2 separate regions of the Mus musculus genome follow, and region 1 is linked to region 2. A link is a contact called in public HiChIP or PLAC-seq data. All regions are on one chromosome and are shown on one strand. Each heading gives the region's core, a stretch centred on a gene start, on an enhancer-like site or on the middle of the called end of the contact. The rest is flanking DNA. Distances are from core to core; before and after follow the strand shown.

What was found. HiChIP or PLAC-seq counts read pairs in DNA pulled down with a chosen protein or histone mark.
Region 1: a contact with region 2 is called in an H3K4me3 HiChIP or PLAC-seq map of stem cell-derived neural progenitor cells, with 2.1 times the contacts expected there. The contact joins the promoter of Adam30 here to the promoter of Zfp697 in region 2. A contact is called at or near these places in 5 of 39 promoter capture datasets (embryonic stem cells, hematopoietic stem and progenitor cells, liver and 1 more), 3 of 115 datasets of contacts at active chromatin or transcription factors (embryonic stem cells and stem cell-derived neural progenitor cells) and 1 of 9 other capture datasets (embryonic stem cells).

What each region holds. Positions count from the first base shown.
Region 1 is chr3:98,158,498-98,162,029 of GRCm38.p6, reverse strand. Adam30 (a disintegrin and metallopeptidase domain 30) reads right to left here and starts at 1,396. Exons shown (of 1, transcript NM_027665.2): 1 at 1-1,396. The coding sequence starts at 1,177.
Region 2 is chr3:98,380,157-98,383,877 of GRCm38.p6, reverse strand. It overlaps Zfp697 (zinc finger protein 697), which reads right to left and starts at 1,397. Exons shown (of 3, transcript NM_172863.4): 1 at 1,300-1,397. It overlaps Gm52610 (a long non-coding RNA gene), which reads left to right and starts at 3,384. Exons shown (of 3, transcript XR_003954528.1): 1 at 3,384-3,721.

The DNA.
Region 1 (3,532 bases), core at 147-2,646, 220 kb after region 2:
GGAAGTCAGACAGACAATAGGACATTTTATAAGATGCGTGTAAAAAATACTGATGGTAACTACAGTTACTAAACCCTGTACGTCCTGTCCCCATGATGCAGCTCTTCCTACCTCTACACTGACAGAATTCCTCATCATGTATCATCCCCACACAATGGCCCAATTCATGAGCAGTCCAAGTAGCAGGCCCAAGGATATTAACATTGAGGAAGCTGCTTGCTGATCCAGCATGGAATTCTTCACAGGCTCTTCCCCAGGACCATGCATTAGCATCTATATATCTTCTCGCAATATATAAATGGAACCAGTCCGCGGGAAGCCGGTGATGCATTGAGTTTCTTTTGTAATGCACGAATTGACCTAAAACTTCAGATAAACTGGGATAATAAAGACGTATTCTATTATAGTATGTCCAGACTTCAAGCGCTTTCAGTTGAATCTTCAAGCTGACATCCTGAAAGTAGGTGTCTGCAATTGAAGCCAAAAGAATGGCGTCATCCACCATCCTAGACATATTGCCACGGGCAAACACGAATCTATCCAGGTCAAAGACCATGACCAGTTCCAGGTACCTTTGGTGCTTGTAGGACTGATGAAAACTACTTATCCTAGCCATCTCCTCTTCCTCGGCTGTTTGCCCACCTGTTTCTTCATCAACCACACCACAAGTCTCATTGTTAAAGTTGTCCTCAGTTACGAGATACACCACGTGTTCGAAACTGGAAGAGGCCCTGAGGGGCTCGATTTGGTAGTATCTGGAGTCAATGTTCAGTACGCCTCGCAGACCTCCCATGCATGTACTCAGAGTAGATTCGGATTCCTGAGAGCCTTCCACGGAGCCCACGTAATTACACTGGTCTGGTATATGCGGATAATCCTCTATCAGACTGCCCTCTTGAGTGAAGGAGAAAACTGGCAGATGTCTTGGCAACAGTAACTTCTTGGGTCGCAGGTGAACAACACGCGCCTTGCCTTCTATCTGTAAGAGGTATGACAAAGAACTGTCTACACCCTGCGCCCCTTTCTTAAAGCTTATTACTTTGGGAATGGTGATTTCATATGAGTCAAAGCCCCAGTCAGGGTCAAATAGTAGGTCTTCTTCGCCTACAGCCTCATGAAAGAGCATCGTCAGAAACAGCCAGCGGTGCTGGGGCAGGAAGGCCCACACTGACCTCATGATCTGTTCTATTTATCCCCGCTTGGTTTGTCCTGGACCCAGGAGTAGCAGGAGCAACTCCAGCCTGGTTTGTGCATCAGATTTCCATGGGACTCCTCTATAAGCGCAGGAGCCCCAGGCGCACTGCTCCTCTGGCAGGCTTTCCTGGGAAAACGGGACTCTCAGGGCCTAGATGGCGGGTTTCCCCAGGCGCGCCCCTTACCTAACGCATCCAGTTCCGTTTTCCTCCCCCACCCCCAACCCCTAACCCGGCAGTGAATTAAGCTCGCGCTTAAGAATAGAGGGAGACCGTGGTGGCGCACGCCTTTAATCCCAGCATTTAGGGGGCAGAGGCAGATGGATTTCTGAGTTCAAGTCCAGCCTGGTCTACAGAGTGAGTTCCAGGACAGCCAGAGCTATACAGAGAAACCCTGTCTCGGGAAAAAAAAAAATAGAGGGAGACAAGCACGATAGAATAAAGAGCACGCTACAGCGTGTTCTGAATATGTGGGATGCGGAGGGGTGGTTGTAGTGTCCAAAATGGAGAAAGAATAGGGAAATTGGCTCAGAAGACAACTTATGGAGCCTGTCTACAGGAGAACAGAAAAAAATTCACATGTTTTGGCCGTTGGTTGTGGAACATGCCTTTAATCCCAGAACTCTGAGTGGCAGAGGCACATCTCTGTGAGTTCAAGGCCAGGCTGGTCTCCAGAGTGAGTTCCAGGACTACACAGAGAAACTCTGTTTCAAACAAACAACAATAACAAAAGCACCATCACCACCAAAACAAAACAAAAAACAAAACTAAACAAAACAAAAAACTCCCACATTTGATAGCACCTCCCACACCTCACTAGTAAGTGTGCCCCATTTTCTGGTGGGTCTCTCCAAGAAGCTGAAGACACGAGTCAGATAGTCCCAGATTCCACATCCCACCCTCCTGCCCCAGGGTTCCAGCTGCTGGCTTTTCAGAGTTCTATGGCCGAACTAGAAAACGATGGTTTTTGCCTCTTTTGCTGCTGGTCAAGAATTTTCATGATAGTGTTGCCATGCTCAGTAAGCACTTGTTGGGGTCGGGAGAAATCCAGGGGTATTCTGAGAAAGGTACATGGTGAATATAACTGTAGTATGACTATGCACAGGTGACAGATGACAAAACGATGGTGAAGAAAAATGTGTGGCAGAAGGCATGACTCTGGGCTGAGAAGGAAAGGGAGGGGAGGAGTATGAGAGAAAAGCACAGCACTTATGGAGGGGTGAAGGCCTCAGAGAACTTTCCCTGAATGAAAGACATGAGCATTGAAAAGGCTGTCGCCATACTCAGAGGTGGCAGCTTGCCAGCCCTTCCGCCCTCCAGGCTGGAACGTTAATTATCTTGATCTTGTGCAGGCAGCCACAGCTGCTCTGCACTCATAATTGTGGAGATCCCATCATGCCTAGAGGATGCTGTTTCCTTTGGTCCCCTTCCGCATCTGGCTCCTACAGTCTTTTCACCCTCTTTTCCTAGATGGCCCCTGAGACCTGTAGGGTGGTGTAGGGTGTGACAGATACCTCTGTGGCTGAGCACTCCATAGACTCTTAGTCTCTGCACTTTGGCCAGTTGTGAAGTTTTGGTTCTTTGTTTTGGTGTGTGTGTGTGTGTGTGTGTGTGTGTGTGTGTGTGTGTGTGTGTGTGTGTGAGAGAGAGAGAGAGAGAGAGAGAGCTAGTCACCTGAAAAGACAGACTTTCTTTTTCATTTTAACTTTTTTTTTTTAAATTTACTTTATGTGTCTACATTCAAATGATATTCCCCTTCCCAGATAGAATTTTAAATGTGGTCAGGTATGTGGACATCCTAAGGTAACATAACTTGGGCTAGGTCCATCCCAGCACCATCAGCAGAGCCTCACATCAGCAGAGCATCCCATCACATTCCTCCATGGAACTGTGTGAGGGAAAGCAGGCAAGGAGACCAAATAAGAGACCCCAGAAAACCTAGGATGCATGGCCACGCTAAAAGAAGAGGCTTGGGGGTGGGCTGAGGACTGGGTTTGGAAAAGGAAGGGCAGGTTGAAGGGGAGCTAAGCAGGGGTCCAGGAACGCTGAATTTAGCCAAATGAGGGCTACTGTAACCGTGTGAGCTGGTTCAGGCAAGAGCTCGTGAGCTAAAGCAGACACCAGGATGTAGGTAACTAACTAACTAACTAACTAACTAACTAACTAACTGGAGATTACTTAGCAAAACCAGCTCACCTCTTTAGCTGGGCAAGGAGGAAGCTGGTATGGACAGAAAGGAAAGTTAAAAAGGACAGGGTTCTGACCATTCTCATCTGCTGCTGGGAAGCCAGACTGAGAGCCTGGCCAGCCTTCAGGGGCTGAGCTGCCCCACGGGTGGG
Region 2 (3,721 bases), core at 148-2,647:
TACTCAAGAGGAATTCCTTTGGTTTTAAAGTACATTATACATTAAGTAATCACCATATGTTTCCTTAAGAGAAGGGATGCACACTTGTATACACATAGAAGATCAGAAAGGCATCAGAGGCAGGTGAATTAATTCCCTTATGGGAGTCACACTCCGGTTGTGTTTAAACTTGCCCATTTGTCCATAGCAGCTCACAAAGACCACCAACTCGCTAGCTATTGCCACATTTACCACAACGGTCTCTTGGGAAGAGACCCACTATATGGGAATGCTGACAGCCAACGGAGCCTGACTCAACAGGCAGGATTACAGCACTAAATTAAATTATGCCTCATACTCATGTGGGGGGTGGCTGATTCACTGCGGGGGGGGGATGGGGGCGTGGTTAAGAAAATAAAGGTTAAATCAGAGGAAGTCCCAGAGGAAGTCTTAAAGTCCCGTTCTAGAGACCTGCTATTGTGTGCTCTGGCTGTAAGGTACATCCAGGGTCTCTGTCTCACTGTTCCTCTTCACCATCCCTCATGCTAACATATGCCTCACCCCAGGCCACCTGAGCCTCAATAAGCTCTCTGGCCGCAGGCTCCAGCTCTGTCCACCACCTGCCCATGATCAGCCAACGTGGATATTTGTGGTTGGGGATTCTAGCAAAACCAGACAACGACCCCTCCTGAGCCACGCGCGGCTGGCTAGCTCAGCCTTCCTTTCGCAGGTCCTCATTGTACCTTTCTCCCAGTCCGATCGCAGCCCCCAGGTGGCAATCCGAATCGGTCAGACAGATGGGAGGAGCAGGTAACAGACACGTTTCACAAGGGCCAAAATGAACCTGCTGACCTTCGCAAAGTCCCCGCCTTCATCCCCTTCCTCACAGTGGGGCTGGGGGCACTGACTTAGTAGGCAAAGGGAGCACGATCTAAGCTGATGCACCGATGCACACAAAGCCTTTCACCTTCTGCTTGTCTTGCAAGCTCCTCCCTGGGCTTGGTCTCCCAGGGTCTCTGATGCCCCCTTCGGTGGTCTGTGGGACGGTCCGACTTGCTCTGGCAGCGCAGTCTCAGCCTCCTCCTCCCCTCCCCTCGCCACAGAGACCAAAGGGAGCTCAACCCAGCTATAGGACACGAAGGGTCCCCTTCTGTCCTTGGTTCCTGAGCCCACGGGGTGGCGGACCACAGTCCAGTGTGCGAAGGACAGCTTCGCGCGGCAGCTCAGCCACAGCACACATCCCAGCCCCTAGATGATCAGCTCAGGTTCCCAGCTCCCTATCCGCGAAGCCGGCGCGCCCAGCCGCAGCAGCGCTCCTACCTGTGATGCGCCGGGCAGCTCTGAGCGCACTGCCCAAGCCTGGCGCCCGGTGCTGAGGCTATGCAACCGCGGGCTGGCACTCGGGCTGGCTGCCCACTACCTCCTCGCTGGGGCTTCCTGTGGGGCTGGACAAAGGACATTTCCTGGGAGGAGCAGGGAATGTTCCCAGCATGCCTCGATTTGTAGTTCACCGAGACTTCCTGCCACCGCAGCAACAACGGGGGCTCTACTCAGACCCCAGGACTGGAGGAGAGGACCCTGTCGGGCTGTAGTAGCTCGGAGCCGATGGCCGACCCGCCGCCGCTTGGTAGAGTCGCGATCCTGCAGACGCATGCTGCCCTCACACGCTTGCTGCCCTGGGCGCGCAGTGCGAGCGGCCTTTTCTTTAGAAGTGAACTTTGTGATATGCTCTCTTTACGTCGGCTTCCCCCACCCCACCCCACCCCACCCCACCCCCGCTTCTTCTTCTAATAGATGGTCTTCCATAAGGTGAGGCTGGGGGAGGCGAGCATACTCTGACACTCAGCCTAGCCTGGGACTCACCTAGACAACTCACCGCGATTCTTCTTCCTACTCTTCAGGTGTATACCAACCCGAGTTTGTTGTTTTGCTTTGTTTCTGTTGTGCGCTAATCTACCTTAAAGCCCCCTGCATGCGTGGCCAGTGCTCTGTCCATCTACCAACTTTTTCACCTCCCAGGTTCTCTAGCTCAGTGTTTCTCAACCTGTCTGTCACGACCCCTTGTGGATCAAATGGTCTTCTCGCAGAAGTGGCCTAAGACCATCAGAAAACACAGATATTTATCAACATTACAGTTGATAAACAGTAACAAAATTATAAAGTAGCAATGAAAATAATGGTTAGGAGTCACCACAACATGAAGGGTCGCAGCATTAGGAAGGTTGAGAACCACAACTCTATGCAGTCAGGACTCTGGCTGTGGCCTGTTTAAGAAAAACATTTGGCTGCTCTTCTGGTATCCAGGCTCCTTAAAGATCTTAGCACTTTTGCCCTAAAAACCATGCAGAGCTGATCATTCCTAGATCCTGGCCTGGTGACATCCCTTTTCTCCACTGTTGGCCTCTGCCCAGGCTTCTTTTTAAGAGAAGTAATTGAGAGATAAAAAATAAACTTCATGAATTACATATGTGAGAGCCTAAATGACAAGCCGGATGGTGGAGCACACCTTTAATCCCAGCACCCAGGAGGCAGAAGCAGATAGATCTCTGTGAGTTATAGGCCAGCCTGGTCTGCAGAGGGAGGTCTAGGACAGCCAGGGCTAAACAGGAAAATTTTGTCTTGAAAGCAAAAAGCAAACACACAAAAACTAAATGACTAAAAGCTGAGCTGAGTCATTTTACCAAAGGATGGCAGGAAGGGTATAGTAAGTCAATCAAGGAAAGGATGGGTCCTAAGATTTTCTAGAATACTTGAAAAATAATCTGGCAATAGCCCCGTGTAGTGACACCGCCCAGAAGGCTGGGGCAGGAGGGTATGGAGTTCAAAGTTAATATGGGTTATCTAGCAAGACTCTGGCCACAGGTAATACCTGCATGCATACACAATCAGAAAGTCACAATTTGAGTTTCCATTTGTCAACTCCCATTTCAACTCAGAAGAAGTAGGGACCTTTAAGAGAGGGCCTTAGTCTGTGTTTAAGAACAGAGTATCTAAGAATGCTATCATCGTTCTTCTAGAGTCCTTTCGCCATGGGATAAATGGCTGGTTTAATTCAAGGTGCAGAACTGATGAGGAGCAAGTGGATAGTACTGTTTACTTCGCAGACGTCCTTGTTGATCTGTTGGCTATCCATCTGAATTAGTTGCACAAAGTATTTTAGCTTCATGTTTGTAGCCTTGGAACATTCAGGTGAAAAGCTCCCCATTTCCCCTAGATGGAACTCATGGATGTTTGTCAAATCACATAGCCTCATCATGCTCAGTGTGAGAAGGCGCTGGGCCTGCCTGCGGCACTCAAAATTGTCTACTCTGCCTCCATGAAGCTATTTTCTCTCCTTCCTCTAACACAACTTTTTTTCTACATTTCTTACTTTTGTTGACGATATGGAAATTTAGCCCATTACCTCCACCCCATATCAAACCTGCCCTTTTGCCTTTTGTTTGTTTGTTTCCAATGTAGTTAGCTCATTACTTTGGCAAGGTGGTTTTTTTTTTTAAACATATTCTTGTCTTTATAGCTTTCAACAGTGACCTCATTGTTGTAACAAAGTCCTATGAAACCTATAATGGCCTCTGTACGTGGACAGTGTGTTTGAGGTGCTAGGGAGAGATGCTAGCCATAAGAGTAGAGCTTTGCTTCCAGACTAACAAGCATCTCTGAGGTCTTCCACAGGATATTCATTGAATCATTAAAGGTGTGTGTTATCCTCGAGTACCTGCATCCCAGTTGACAAGATGTAGCT